Regions from separate parts of the Macaca mulatta genome. Here region 1 is linked to region 2. A link is a contact called in public Hi-C data. All regions are on one chromosome and are shown on one strand. The core of a region is the stretch at or near the end of the contact, and the rest is flanking DNA. Distances in the headings are between cores, read along the strand shown. Region 1 has its middle 190 kb from the start of ADO. Region 2 holds the start of EGR2 (early growth response 2).

Evidence for each region. Hi-C and Micro-C count contacts between places; a contact is called where the count stands out from the background.
Region 1: a contact with region 2 is called in a Hi-C map of fibroblasts, with 3 times the contacts expected there. The contact joins the enhancer-like site here to the promoter of EGR2 in region 2. A contact is called at or near these places in 5 of 14 Hi-C or Micro-C datasets (CD4 T cells, blood, cortical neurons and 2 more).

The regions. Positions count from the first base shown.
Region 1 is chr9:87,183,341-87,190,227 of T2T-MMU8v2.0, reverse strand. No RefSeq gene overlaps it. Among named protein-coding and RNA genes, the nearest start is that of ADO, 190 kb to the right of the region's middle. Within about 2 kb of position 5,162, at least 1 of the 40 cell types and tissues checked has an H3K27ac peak or open chromatin away from gene starts, as enhancers often do.
Region 2 is chr9:86,981,889-86,987,959 of T2T-MMU8v2.0, reverse strand. EGR2 (early growth response 2) reads right to left here and starts at 4,118. Exons shown (of 2, transcript NM_001258086.1): 1 at 3,600-4,118; 2 at 1-2,217. The coding sequence starts at 3,768. The coding sequence ends at 956.

The sequences.
Region 1 (6,887 bases), core at 3,913-6,412, 200 kb before region 2:
TCACACTTAAAAGAGCCGTGTGATATTGTTTGCCTGTGCACCCACCCAAATCTCATCTTGAATTGTAGTTCCCATAATGCCCATATGTTATGGGACGGTAATTGAACCATGGGGGCGGTTACCCTCATGCTGTTCTCATGATAGTGAGTGAGTTATCGTGAGACCTGATGGATTTAGAAGGGGCTTTCCCCCACCTTCACTCGGTACTTCTCTCATTCTTCTCCCTCCTGCCACCATGTGAAGAAGGATGTGTTTGCTTCTCCTTCTGCCATGACTGTAAGCTTTCTGAGACCTCCTCAGCCCTGTGGAACTGTGAGTCAATTAAACCTCCTTCCTTTGTAAATTATCCAGTCTCAGGTATTTCTTCATAGCAGCGTGAGAACGGACTAATATACAGTGCCATCCAGAACCTCCATTAGACTCTGCACAAGTTTGGTGGCTACTGAAATATTAGAATTCTGAGACCCAGATTCTTCCTGGAAAAAAATCACTTGGTAGGTGAGAAAATCATAGTCACAGTTTAAGCATCACTTTGTAATGACCAGTATCCTTGAGTGGATGCTGGGATGATGCGGAAAGGCAGCAGCCTCATGCCGCAGCCGCCCTCGCACTAATGTGCATTCATCTGTGCACAGTGCAAGACTGTTTGCACCAAGGCTATGATTAGATGAGTGGAATTTTTTCCTGTTGTCCCAGAATTGCCCCAAAGAGCAAGTGCTCAGTACCCCTCCTTCTAAAAACAGTGGCTGAAATTTGGAGCCAAACACATCCCTTCCATTTATTAAATATCCCTGGAACTAGCCCTTCTGTTATCAACTGCACTCACACACACACACACCCCCGACCTCTGCAGTCTGTTCCTTATGGGAAGAGTTGTAGGAAGGGGAGAGAGAATCAACAAGGGTCTCAGCTCAGCCCTGCAATAATCCGAGGGTTTTGCTACCAAAGCCTTGTAGGGGCAGCATCTATGTGAGAGGCCATTCCCTTGACTCCACTGGATTCACCCAAGGTGTCATTAAAGGACAGGAAATGGAATTAAAGAGACCACAATTAATTATGGTGATCAGGAAAAATACTATCATTTCATGTTAATCCATGATAAGAATTAAGATGGACCAATAAACTGGTTACAGTCATAAATCTGTCATTTCACATTTTGTTACATCCATATCATATACTATCTAAATAACACCCCTGAAACAATTCAAATGCAATTTTATATTTATTTACCTATTTTTCATTGAGGTAAGAACACTTAGCAGGTGATCTATCCTCTTAACAAACTTTTATGTGTATAATACAGTATTGTCAGCTATACCAAATGAAATTTTTGCCCAGAACGATATGTAAGTAGCCTCTTATTTTTTAATTAATTAATTAATTATTATTTTTTTGAGACAGAGTCTTACCACTCTGTCACCCAGGTCGGAGTGTGGTGGTGCCATCACAGCTTACTGCAGCCTGCACCTCTCTGACTCAAGCAACCCTCTCGCCTCAGCCCTCTGAGTAGCTGGGACGGCAGGCATGCACCACCACACCCGGCTCATTTTTGTGTTTTTTGTAGAGATGGGGTTTTGCCGTGTTGCTTAGGCTGGTCTCGAACTCCTGGGCTCAAGTGATCCATCTGCTTTGGCCTACCAAAGGGCTGGGATTACAGGTGTGAAACATCGCACCAGGCCAACATGCAATAACCTCTTTAACATTAATCATTAGGGACTTCCTGATCTCCTTCCCCCTAACAAAGCCTCTCCTGGGTGCCCTCATTTATACCTAGGTATAAAGGACTTAAAAAGTTAATACTAATGCTTTGAGCAGTCAGAGGATTGCAAAGACTCACTAGACCTGTCTAATTGCTTCGGAATCCCTAATTATAGGCGCTCACTGACTTCCCCATGGTCATTTCCAACCTTGAGGGCAGTCAGCAAGTCTGAGTAATGCCTGTCAGAGCCACTGGGTGGCACTGGCAGGCCTGAGATGTGGGCAAGAGGGAGGAAGAAAGAAAGGAAAGGATGCCAGGAGACAGTCAAGGAGGAAGGAGAGGCAAGAGAGGGAGAGAGATTTTTTAAAAAACAAGGGAGAGAGAAAGTGAGCAGGGAAAGAAAGGCTAGGCCACAGGGAACTGCTTTGCATGGCCTTGTATAGCCTCTATGGTTACCAGTGACACAGACCTACAGTTTAATTTAGTACTTCTCAGCTGGGAGCTGAGCTCATCTGCCTATTCCCAGTACCTAGTGGGGTACCTGGCTCTCGGCTGATGCTCTGGATCTGTGGACTGGTGGAATGAATGCTGCTGCCCCTCTAGAAAGTGGTCCTCAAATGGAAAGCTTGAGGCAGTGTGGTCTGAATGCTCCATCCTAATGTTTTGGGATGACTTAGTTGAAAATTCAAGAGGTGATGCCTTATGAGGAAACAAGGTAGGAATATTGGCACACACAGAGGTTAAGATTTTCCAAGGGTCAATTCATTCTGTCAAGAACGAATAGTAAATATTTCAGTCTTAGCAAGTCACACAGCCTCTGTCACAGCTACCGACAGAGAGCCACTGACAATATGTAAATGGTTGGTGTGGCCATGTGCCAATAAAATTTTCAAAAACTGACAGTAAGTCGAATTTGGCCTGTGGATTGCTAACCCTCCATGGCTTGAGTTTTAAGATAATCTTTCTGATTTCTCACCTTGCTCTTTCATCCTCTGATTCAATACCACTCTTTTGGTACACAACTACTTGTTTATTGGTTTATCTCAGAATCTGTGTGGACTGCTTGATCTTGCACTGTAAACTCCTTGAGAAACTCTGAGAGCCTGTTGATGACTTCAAGCACCATCAGTATTCCTGTCTGATCATGTTCAAGTGCTGTCACAGGGAGTATTCATAGAGAAGGTCCTCAGCTTTGAGGGTCTCATTATATATGTCTTCTGAAGATTCCACAAATGCCTAGAATTAGCCACAAAGATGACTGATGCCAAGTTGTAGAACATGAAGTCTTGGGAAAATTATACAGTTCTGGATACAGTGAGCTAGATTCATACCAGCTTGAAAAAGGTCAGTTCCAGCTCAAACCATGAAGTCGCTGAAATTTGTCTTTGGAGTCTTCCAGCCACACATCCTCCACCCCTTCTCCTCCAGTACTCAGTGACCTGTTTCCCTTACCCACTCTCACTCCCATCAGTGCCTTCACTTTACTAAAATGAAAATGCCTAACGGCAGATTAAAATCTGCCATCCCGTTGGGGTATGCTCACATTTTCATAAGGTTGAGAGCATTTTAAGAAAGGGACATGGCACTAATGATGGGATTTTGTACCTCCTGGTGGTGATTTTGACCTGAAAGTAGATTCTACTTTAACCACGTCAGTAACAAAATCCAGGAGAAGGATTGTGAGTAGGGCCACTGGGAACAGCTCCATGGCTCTGCAGAATTCCATGGATTAGGACATGAATGGTGCATTTTGGAGTTGTGCAACACAGCAGTGGCCCGTGTAGTAGGTTCTTTTGTGTGTGTGTGTCAGTATCTAAGAGAGAGAGAGACTAGTTCTCTCAAGGAATAAGCAACTGAAGTGTGGGTCTGTATTTTTGAGTTTTCTTTCTAGGACAATGAAGGAAATGGACATAGTTGATATTTTTGCATCACAAATAGGATTAAACACCCTGGAAGAGATGAAAATGTATTTCCTTCAGAGAAAGCATTACGCATATAGGTGATCATGACTGAGCGTATTGGAGGCCTCTTATGTGCTTCCAAATCTCTGTGGCAGCACCTCCAGATGCTACAGCAGAAACCAGTTTCTTTGTGGTTTGGAGGAGCCTCCTGCAGGTGCAACGAGACAGCTGTGTGGTGATACTTCTCAATGCCTCTTCAACAGGCAAGTGGAAGGTTCACTTCCGGACTTGTATATGGGTAACATGGAAATGTGGAGCGCCCTTGACCAATAGGGGATAGAATCCAATGGATAAATCTTCCTTCTGCCCTCTATGCAGATGGTTCTGAGATCAAGTTTTAGAAGATTTATCATATGGCCCTGCAGGGAGCAAGCACCAATTGCCCATACCAGGGTCCAGTTCTCAAAAGAATCCTGATGTTGACGCTCCTTTTGTTCAGAGGCAAAGTTGCATGCTAATTAAAACATTACACTCTTCAATCACAGTCCACAGAGCACTTTCATTGTGTGCAAAGAACTTTTATATACAGAATCTCAAAGACAAAGTTAATCTGTGATGCCCTTCATTTCCCTTCTCAACTGCTCACTCTCCACCTAGGTGTCAGCATCCTCTATTACCCCCCATGCACCCTCCCACTGCCACCCACCCACCCTATGGCCAATTTCTCTGTTATGAACATGGACAGTTCTCACCCTGCTCAATGCCTCTTTCCAGCTGGGACTGGCCCACTGGCAGACCCCTGCTAATGGAATCAGATCAGTCCAGGGCAACATCTGGCCCAAGGGTGGCCCATGCATGGGCTAGTTGTAGTTTGTTGTGTGGCCCATTAGGCGGCCTGATGAGAAGGACTTTCCCCAGCTGGGTTGATATCATTAGCTAGGATAAGTACTCTGGCAGGTTTTTGAAGGTATATTAAAGATGAGTTAGTAGATGGTGAGAGTGGAGCAGAGCAGATATGCAGGCAACAGCAGATTCAACATGAGAGGGAGACCGTGCAGGCCAGAGAGCATGGGCCTGAGGCTTCCCTAGAGAAACACCAGCTTCTGAATCACTTTGAAACTCCTGGTTCACTCTGTGTTTCCTTAGCATAACTGCTCTACAATAGCCCCTCTTCCTTTTTAAGGTGGACCAAGTGGCTGTCTCAGCTTTCTTATAACCAGAAAACCTTAAGAAGTTGGTGCTCTAAGCCCTACCTTCTCCTCTCAAGACCCTGTCTTCCTCCGGGCCAGTAATAAGCGATGATGTACTACTAGGTGTCAGCCCTCCATAGACAGGGACTCTCTGGAGGTAGTGTCTTACCTCAAAGAGGTGATACCAAGGCCCTGGGGCAAGTCAGCAAGTGAGAGATTTGAGGGTAGTGAGGATAGTTCCAGTGCCCCTTAGATGACGCTGCAGAAGCAGCTGCTCAGACTACCTATGTGTAGGTCCAGTCCTATGGGAGGAATTAGATCCTGGAGCAAATGATAGCATCTATTCACATCTGGCAATTCTTCTACTTTGGAATGTGCATTCCACAGAGGGCTGAGTTTGTGGCTTCTCGGCAGTCTCGCCAGTGACTAATGTTCATGGTATAGGGAGTCTACATCCCGAATTTTCTGGGATTGTCCAGATTTTAAAGTATGCCATTCCAGGGTTATTATAAATCATTGATTTATCCCAGAAGTTTCAATGTTTGGTAAATAGTTTCAAAATAATTCACACTAGTAGGCATTACAGTAAAGATGCACATGGATTTGAAAGATGAGATTGCTGCTGGCTGAAGAAATATTAATGATTCATTGAGACAACATATTTGCTATGTGTCTGAAGCTGGCCAAATTCAGTCTCTCGCTTCAAAATAATTTGAAATACATTCAAAAGCATTGCAGTTATTACAGAATTTTACTTTACTGTGAAAATGTATACAAAGCAAAGGAGAAAAAAGAATACAGCCTTAAAGAGATCTCGCAATAGGAAAATCCCTTTTAGAATAAATGTGACAACTCGAAAGTAATATTTTGTGGCTGATATATTATATTTCATCCATTTTAAGATGGACATTTACTTAGAATTTTACATCTCTGAAATTAGAATGTATCTTTTTTCAATTGATCATACTATACATTCTAATTGAAAGCATTATTTATTTCCTAGTGATAAATAAATAATTGGTGCACTTTATAATTAATGACATCTTAAATTCAATAATATACAGTAATAGTGTAGTAAATGTTGTTCAAAGTAGAAAATTTGATAATACTTCTTATATTAGATAAACACAAGCTGGCTCTCAGCCCTATAGCTTTCGGTGTTAAATTGGAGAAATTTATTATAAATATGTCTTTAAAAATACAGTTTTTAGCAAATCATATATAATTCTGTAAAACACAGTTTAGGCTCCAAGCATTTAGACTTCCCTCTAATTTCCACCTTGCTGAGACCTACTATTTTATGAATACGAGTAATGAAAAAGTAATTATTTTCCAGAAGCTCAAGGTATTGGGCAAAATAGTATTATCTCACAATTATAATAGATTTGGTTTGCCATTAGTATATAAAAGTTGCCTCAAAAAATAAACAGGTGCAGCAAACCACCATGACACATGTATACTTATGTAAAAAACGTGTACATTCTGTACATGTATCCTGGAACTTAAAGTAAAATAAAAAATAAATAAATAAAAAATAAAAAGTTGCTGCTATCACAGTAAGCCAAGTCATAATGGTAACACCAGAAAACTAGCATAAGAATAGACATACAGAATGATGGAAGAAAATTGATAATCCAAAGACAGATTCTTATGGTTCTGGTCATACTGATTTTCAACAAAGGTGCCAAGGTAATTAAATGGAGTAAAGAATTGTCTTTTTAACAAATGGTGCAGGACAACTGGATATCCACAAATACCAGGATGAATTTGGGCTCTAATTTCATGCCATATAAAAATATTACATCAAAATAGATCATATACCTAAACGTAAGAACAAAATGGTAAAATTTTTAGAGGAATATCTTTATGATCTTGGGCTGGGAAAAGAGTTTTAAAATATAACACCAAAACCATGATCTATAAAAAAACAAACAAACAAACAAACAAAAAAAAAACTGGTAAACTGGACTTCATCAAAATTAAAAATTCTTGTGCTTCAAATGACATCATTAAGAACATGGAAAAGACAATCCACAGACTGGGAGAAAACTTTGGCAAATCACATTCTGATAAGGTACTTGCAGCAGCATTTATAAG
Region 2 (6,071 bases), core at 2,869-5,368:
CCATACTAAACCCAGGGAGTGATTTTTCTTTCCATAAGGCAACCCATTTACATGCAGACCCTGTAACATTGTCTACATCACACAAGGCACCAAGGACACTTCCAACACAATTGCATGCATCCTAGTTTCAGAGAATATATGTACATCCCCCTTAAATAAGTTAACCTCTGACTCATTTCAAGAGATCATAAATGCTTTACATTTTTTCCCAAAGATTCAGAATTGTAGAGAACAGTGTACATCAAAAATACACGAAATCTGAGTGGATATACACTGAAAAAATAGTCTACATTTCTCAACTCGAAAAGGAGCAGATATTGCTATGTCCCTCCCATCACATTGCACTTCTGTTCTCTGAGTTTATAATACATATTGCTTCAAGGGTTGAGACAACTAGATATGCTCTGATTCGCCATTCTAGGGCCACAGAGTGCGGCATAAAGGCCATACTTCACTCACTGTACAACATGCCCTAAATCAGTCCCAAGCCATAAAGTGCACATCAGTTTTGCTTGTCTTTTTGCTGTTCCCACTTGAAGGGATCAGCGTCTCCCAACCTATTGTAGAAAATGTCTTAGATCAACTCTGACATCCAGGGTCAAAAACCTGTGATGGGTCAAAATAAGGGGAAGTGGGGGAGCAAAACCTAGTCAAACAACCCTTTAAAGCAGGGTCAGACCTCAGCCCTCTTGGCCAGGGGTCCCCCACCACCCCCTTCTGAGCCTCCCCTTTGCCTTGGGTTGATAGTCAACTCACCTAAGAGAGACTAGAATGGGCTAAATTCTAGGAAGGAACTGCTTCTAGGTGGAAAGGGGGCAGTGCTAGCTCCACCAAAGCCCTTTGCCCAACAAAGGGAGGGAGGGACAGGGAAGGGTGGTAGTGTTTGTTGTGCAGCTCCAGTGGACAAAGGGCCTCCGGGACCTTTGGGAACTGGTGTGTCAGCCCGAGTCTCATCTCAAGGTGTCCGGGTCCGAGAGGAGCAAGGGGCGAGCGGCCCTCCACCAAGAGTGCTGCTGCTGCTGCTGCACAGGGTGCCCCCAGGCTGCACGCCCCCAGAGCAGGAGGCTGTAGAGGGGGCTGGCACTGAGGCAGAGGGGGCACTGCTTTTCCGCTCTTTCTGTCTCAGGTGGATCTTGGTGTGGCGCTTCCTCTCATCACTCCGGGCAAACTTTCGGCCACAGTAGTCACAGGCGAAGGGCTTCTCACCGGTGTGGGTGCGGATGTGGGTGGTGAGGTGGTCACTGCGGCTGAAGTTGCGCATGCAGATCCGACACTGGAAGGGCTTATGCCCAGTGTGGATTCGGATGTGCCGTGTCAGCTCGTCGGAGCGGGAGAACCGCCGGTCGCAGCCTTCTGCTGGGCACGGGTAGGGCCTCTCGTGCACTGGCGTCTTGCTAGGTCTGTTGGGGTACTTGCGAGGCCTCAGAATGGGCCGCAGTGGCAGGTGATGCGGGTTATAGGCGGCGGCGGCCGCGGCGGCGGCTGCTGCTGAGCTGCTACCAGGCAGTCGGGGTCCCTCGCTGCCTCCACTGGCCCCTGGTCCGGTCACCCCAGTACTGGGGCCCCCCAGGGTAAAGTTACGGATGGTAGAGAGTGGAGTGAGTGGAGGGGGCACCCGCAGGGTGTCCAGGGGGCAGGGAAAGGGCTTACGGTCTGGGCCAGCTGTACCATGTAGGTCTCTCTGGCACTGAGATGGAAAGAATCCAGGATAGTCTGGGATCATTGGGAAGAGACCTGGGTCCGTGGCTGGCTTGGGGGACGGATAGGAAGGAGGTGGTGGGTAGGCCAGAGAGGAAGAAGTGGAGGTGGTGGCTGCTGACAGGAACGCAGAAGGGTCCTGGTAGAGGTCTCCTGCACAGCCAGAATAAGGAGGAGGAGGCGGTGGTGGAGAGTACAGGTGGTCCAGGTCAGGCTGGGTCTGGGACATGGTGCACACACCCAGGGGTCCTGTGGCCAGTGGGTTGGGGGAGGCAGAAGTGACGCTGGATGAGGCTGTGGTCGAAGCTGGGGAAGTGACCCCTTGCAAGATGCCTGCACTCACAATATTGATGATGCCTTCTGGGTAGCAGCTGGCACCAGGGTACTGAGGGTCAATGGAGAACTTGCCCATGTAAGTGAAGGTCTGGTTTCTAGGTGCAGAGACGGGAGCAAAGCTGCTGGGATATGGGAGATCCAACGACCTCTTCTCTCCAGTCATGTCAATGTTGATCATGCCATCTGGGGAGGGAAAAGGCAGAATGGAGGTGGAACAATGAAAATACAGCCAGGATTCCCTTCTCACCCCGGCTCACATAGGTCCATTCCCAAGGCCCAGAGTCTCAGCACTGTAGAGCTGGGGCAAAGTCCAAAAGGTAGGGAAATTGAGACTCACAGACAGTAAGAAGAGGCCAGCCCAACTGTGGCAACCCATTGACAGTATGGAACTCAAGAACTACCTCCAAAAAAGCAGAATGAGCTTTTCCCAACTCCCCTCCACCCCCAGCCATCTGCAGCTCTAGTCCCCAATAAAAAACACCCAATAATAGCAACAACAATATTTTAAAAGGCCCCATCTGCCCGGAGCTTCTCTCCCTCTTCTTTGCCTGGGGGTTCCACGGCTGAGGCACCAGGACAAACACCACCCAAGAATCGACCTAGTGCCGTGATGCTGCCAAACCGAGAGGAGAGCCCGAGAAGCGGGTGGGTGACTTCCCGGCTGCTCCCCATCCGCAGCGCCTTGTGCCTTTCTCTCCCTCCCTCTCCCGCTGCGCTTCAGCTGAGGGCTGCTGGAGGGAATGGGGGCTGTAGAGGAAGGAGTCCGTAGGTTTCCCTGCCCTCCCAATCTTCTCCGCCTTTCCCGACAGCCGCGCGTCCCCGCCTCAGCTCAAGGCCAGTGGCCCGGCTTCGAGGAAGGTGCGGGGGCCGCGAGAGACGACTTCCACGGCATCGCCAAGGAAACCGGCGTCGCCGGTGCCCCCGCGGGCCTCCCTCAGCAGTCCGGGGGCTGCTTCCCGCCGTTGCTCGCCCTCCTCCACCACCCACTCCCTGCCTCCGCCGGCCGGAGCCCCCGCCTTGCTAACCCCCTCAACTTCGCGGGCGGTGCGCAGGTGGGGGAGCGCCTCCAGGCCGCAAGAAGGGAGCGCTCCGAGATTTTCCCGGGGTCGGCTCTGCCCAGGAGGGAGCTACCGACGATTTCCCCTGGCGCTTCTCCGCCGCTCGGCTCTCCAGGCGCGCAGCTCTCCCCGGGAGCCCCGAACTTTACCGTCACTTTGCCCCTGCCCCGGGAGAGGGGAGGTCGAAGTGCTACCGGCCAGAGGGCCTGCGCAAGCCTCGAAGCCTGAAGGGACGCCTCTTCCACCCCCATCCCTGCGCTCGCCCGGGGCTGGGCGCGCCGGGGCGCACGCACGCCGGTTTGCTGGCGACCTGGCGCATCTGCCCGCGCGCCCTGGTCCCTGCTGCCGCAGGTTCCTCCTACACCCACTTCCAGTCTTCAAAGCCAGTGCAATCAGCACCGTCCACCTGGAGCCCCAATCCTCTCCTGCGATTCCCGCACACCCACTGCACCCCACCCACCACCTCCGGGCCGCGCAGGTCCCGGCCTGCGAAGACACGCGGCTTACCTCCAGCCACTCCGTTCATCTGGTCAAAGGGGCCTCCCAGTTCGGCATTGGGAAAGATGGTCACCGACGTGGCGGCGAGGTCCTCCACCGGGTAGATGTTGTCAGACAGCTGGTGCACAAAACCACTGAGAGTTACTGGGATTTTGTCTACGGCCTTGGCGGTCATCATTTGCTCCTCGCACAACCTGGAGACCCAACTCCCTCGCTACCTGGAGTGTCAGAAAAGCCGTTTTGGAGAGGGGTTGGACTGAGCCTGGGATGGTATCTCCTTTTGCCCTCCACACTTAAAAACAACCACCACACACACCAAAAAAAAAAAAAAAAAAAAAAAAAAAAAAAAAAAATCAACAGAAATAAAAGTAGCAAACAAGTTGCTGTTTTTTAAGAAATAAGAAAAATGGCTATTTGCCACTGACTCTCTCCTGTCTGTGTTCCGGCTGCTGGGAAGCCAGGAGTTGCTGGTGTAGTGTTATTATAACAGTCAGTGTGTCCCCTCGCCGAGCTATTAATCAATTGCTCCTTGCTCAGTTAGACGGAAAGTGTTGCTCTAAGTATTTATGGGCAGGTCTTCAATACCCGTGACGTCGCTGCCCATATATGGACTGAGGAACAGGGCTGGGCCAGGCGGCTTTTGCCGTCACATGGCTGATTTGCATACACGGGCTCGGCCGCGCGGACTCCGCCGGGCTCGCGACTCCCAGCTCGCAGCCGGCGGGGATCCGCGGGGGTCCCGGGCACGCGGCCCTAGCTGCAGCCTGGGGCCGGGGCACAGGGATCGCGGGAGAGAGGGCGCGCCATGGACCCAGCCACAGCCACAGCGGGAGAGCGAGCGGCTCCGGGCTGCGGCTCAGCCTCCCGGGGCGGGGAGGAATTCCGGTTCTCTGGGACTTTCCAAAAAAGGCGAAGATCCGGTGCCGGCGGCTCCGCCTCCCTAGCCCTTGTTTGGGAGCCATTCCGGAAAATTAAACTTCGGAAAGAAACCGAGCTGAGCCGAGACACTACAGTCAAACCCCTACTCACTTTCTTGGCAGCTCAAAACCGCAAGCAAAAGGAGGCAGCGAAGAAAAAAAAAAGCTACATGCATTCACGGAAGCTGACTGCTTTTTTCTGAATTACTTGGTGGAAAGAAGTGGCTGGTGATAAGAGTGAATGCGTATTGCTTTTTTGGAAAGTCTGTTCTATTTATACAGGAGCGAAAACGGAACAGGTTTGGGTTGTTTGTTTGTTTAAGTATTTTGGGCACCTTGGGACTGGGAGGGTAAACCCTAGGAGGAGCAGAATTACTGTGGGGAGCTTCGAGAGAAATCCTCAGCCGGAGACACCCTCCTTCCTCTGCCCGCGCGCTCCCCGCCCCCCTTCAGCTGCTGCGCGGAGCGGGCGCCCTTCCCGGCGCGTCTGGGCGGTCGGCTGCGTGGGGGCGTCCAGATGGAAGCTTGGACACTCACCCTGCCCCTCCACACACACATACACACACACACTCGCTCCACTTCCGCTACACACTCCCGCCCCCGCTGCCCTCTTCACACACCCGCTCACACACCTTACACTACACACCTCCCTGTTGACTGCGCCCGCGCGCCCGCGTTGCCAGCAGTGTCCCGGCGGCAGAGCGGGCTCCGGGCTCGCGGGACAGGAGGCTCTGTGAAGACACTGTCTTAGCCTTCACTACCTGTCCCGGCAGCCACAGATTCCTCCTGACCCCCATGGCCCACTATCCAGGGCCGCGCCCTGCCCGCACCCGAGCCAGAATACACGTACTAGAATAAATATTTTCTCTCCCTCCCCAAAAAACACCTTGGTGAGCCCAGCGCGGTCCTCAGTGACGGCCGAAAGCATCTCTAATCACTTTCAAGACGCCATCCCCATCCCCCAACCCACTCGTTTTACTTTGCGAGACCCCGGTAGAAACCCTTCTGTTTAGTTCCCAAAGCAATTTTAAAAAACTTTTCCAAAGTCCAAATAGCAGCAGGTTCTGGCATGCTGGGCGCAAAGCTTCCACCAGTGAGCCCCAGCCCGCATAGGTAGCTGGGCCTGGCCGGGGCCCCACAGGAGGCTGGTCCCGGGTGCCCAAGTCCAGCGCACCGCCGCCTGCATGGCTCATTCATGGTCGTTTGTGCAGGTTGCGAACTGCCCCAGAGCCCTTTCCCGCTCCAAAGCCGTGGAGGCCAGGGATAATGCGCAGGGTCAGCCTCGCGGGCCTGTCCTGTTCCTTTTTCACCCCCGGCCCGGAGCGGCACTAGCCTAGTGCGGGCCGGGGCAGGCGGGAGCCACTGCGCCACGCCGTGGAGGGAGTGCGGCGCTGCAGGCGGCTCTCCAGCCGCTCACCTGCCTCGGCCGCTGCAGCCGTGCGCCTGCTCTCGCCAGGCCCAGCGCACCGCGGTCATGGCCCTGGGGCGGCCGGGAGCGGTCTCTCCCTCTGCTCTTCCACCCAAGCGCTGCTTCTCCCTCTCCCTCCAAAAAAGCCGGTCTCCG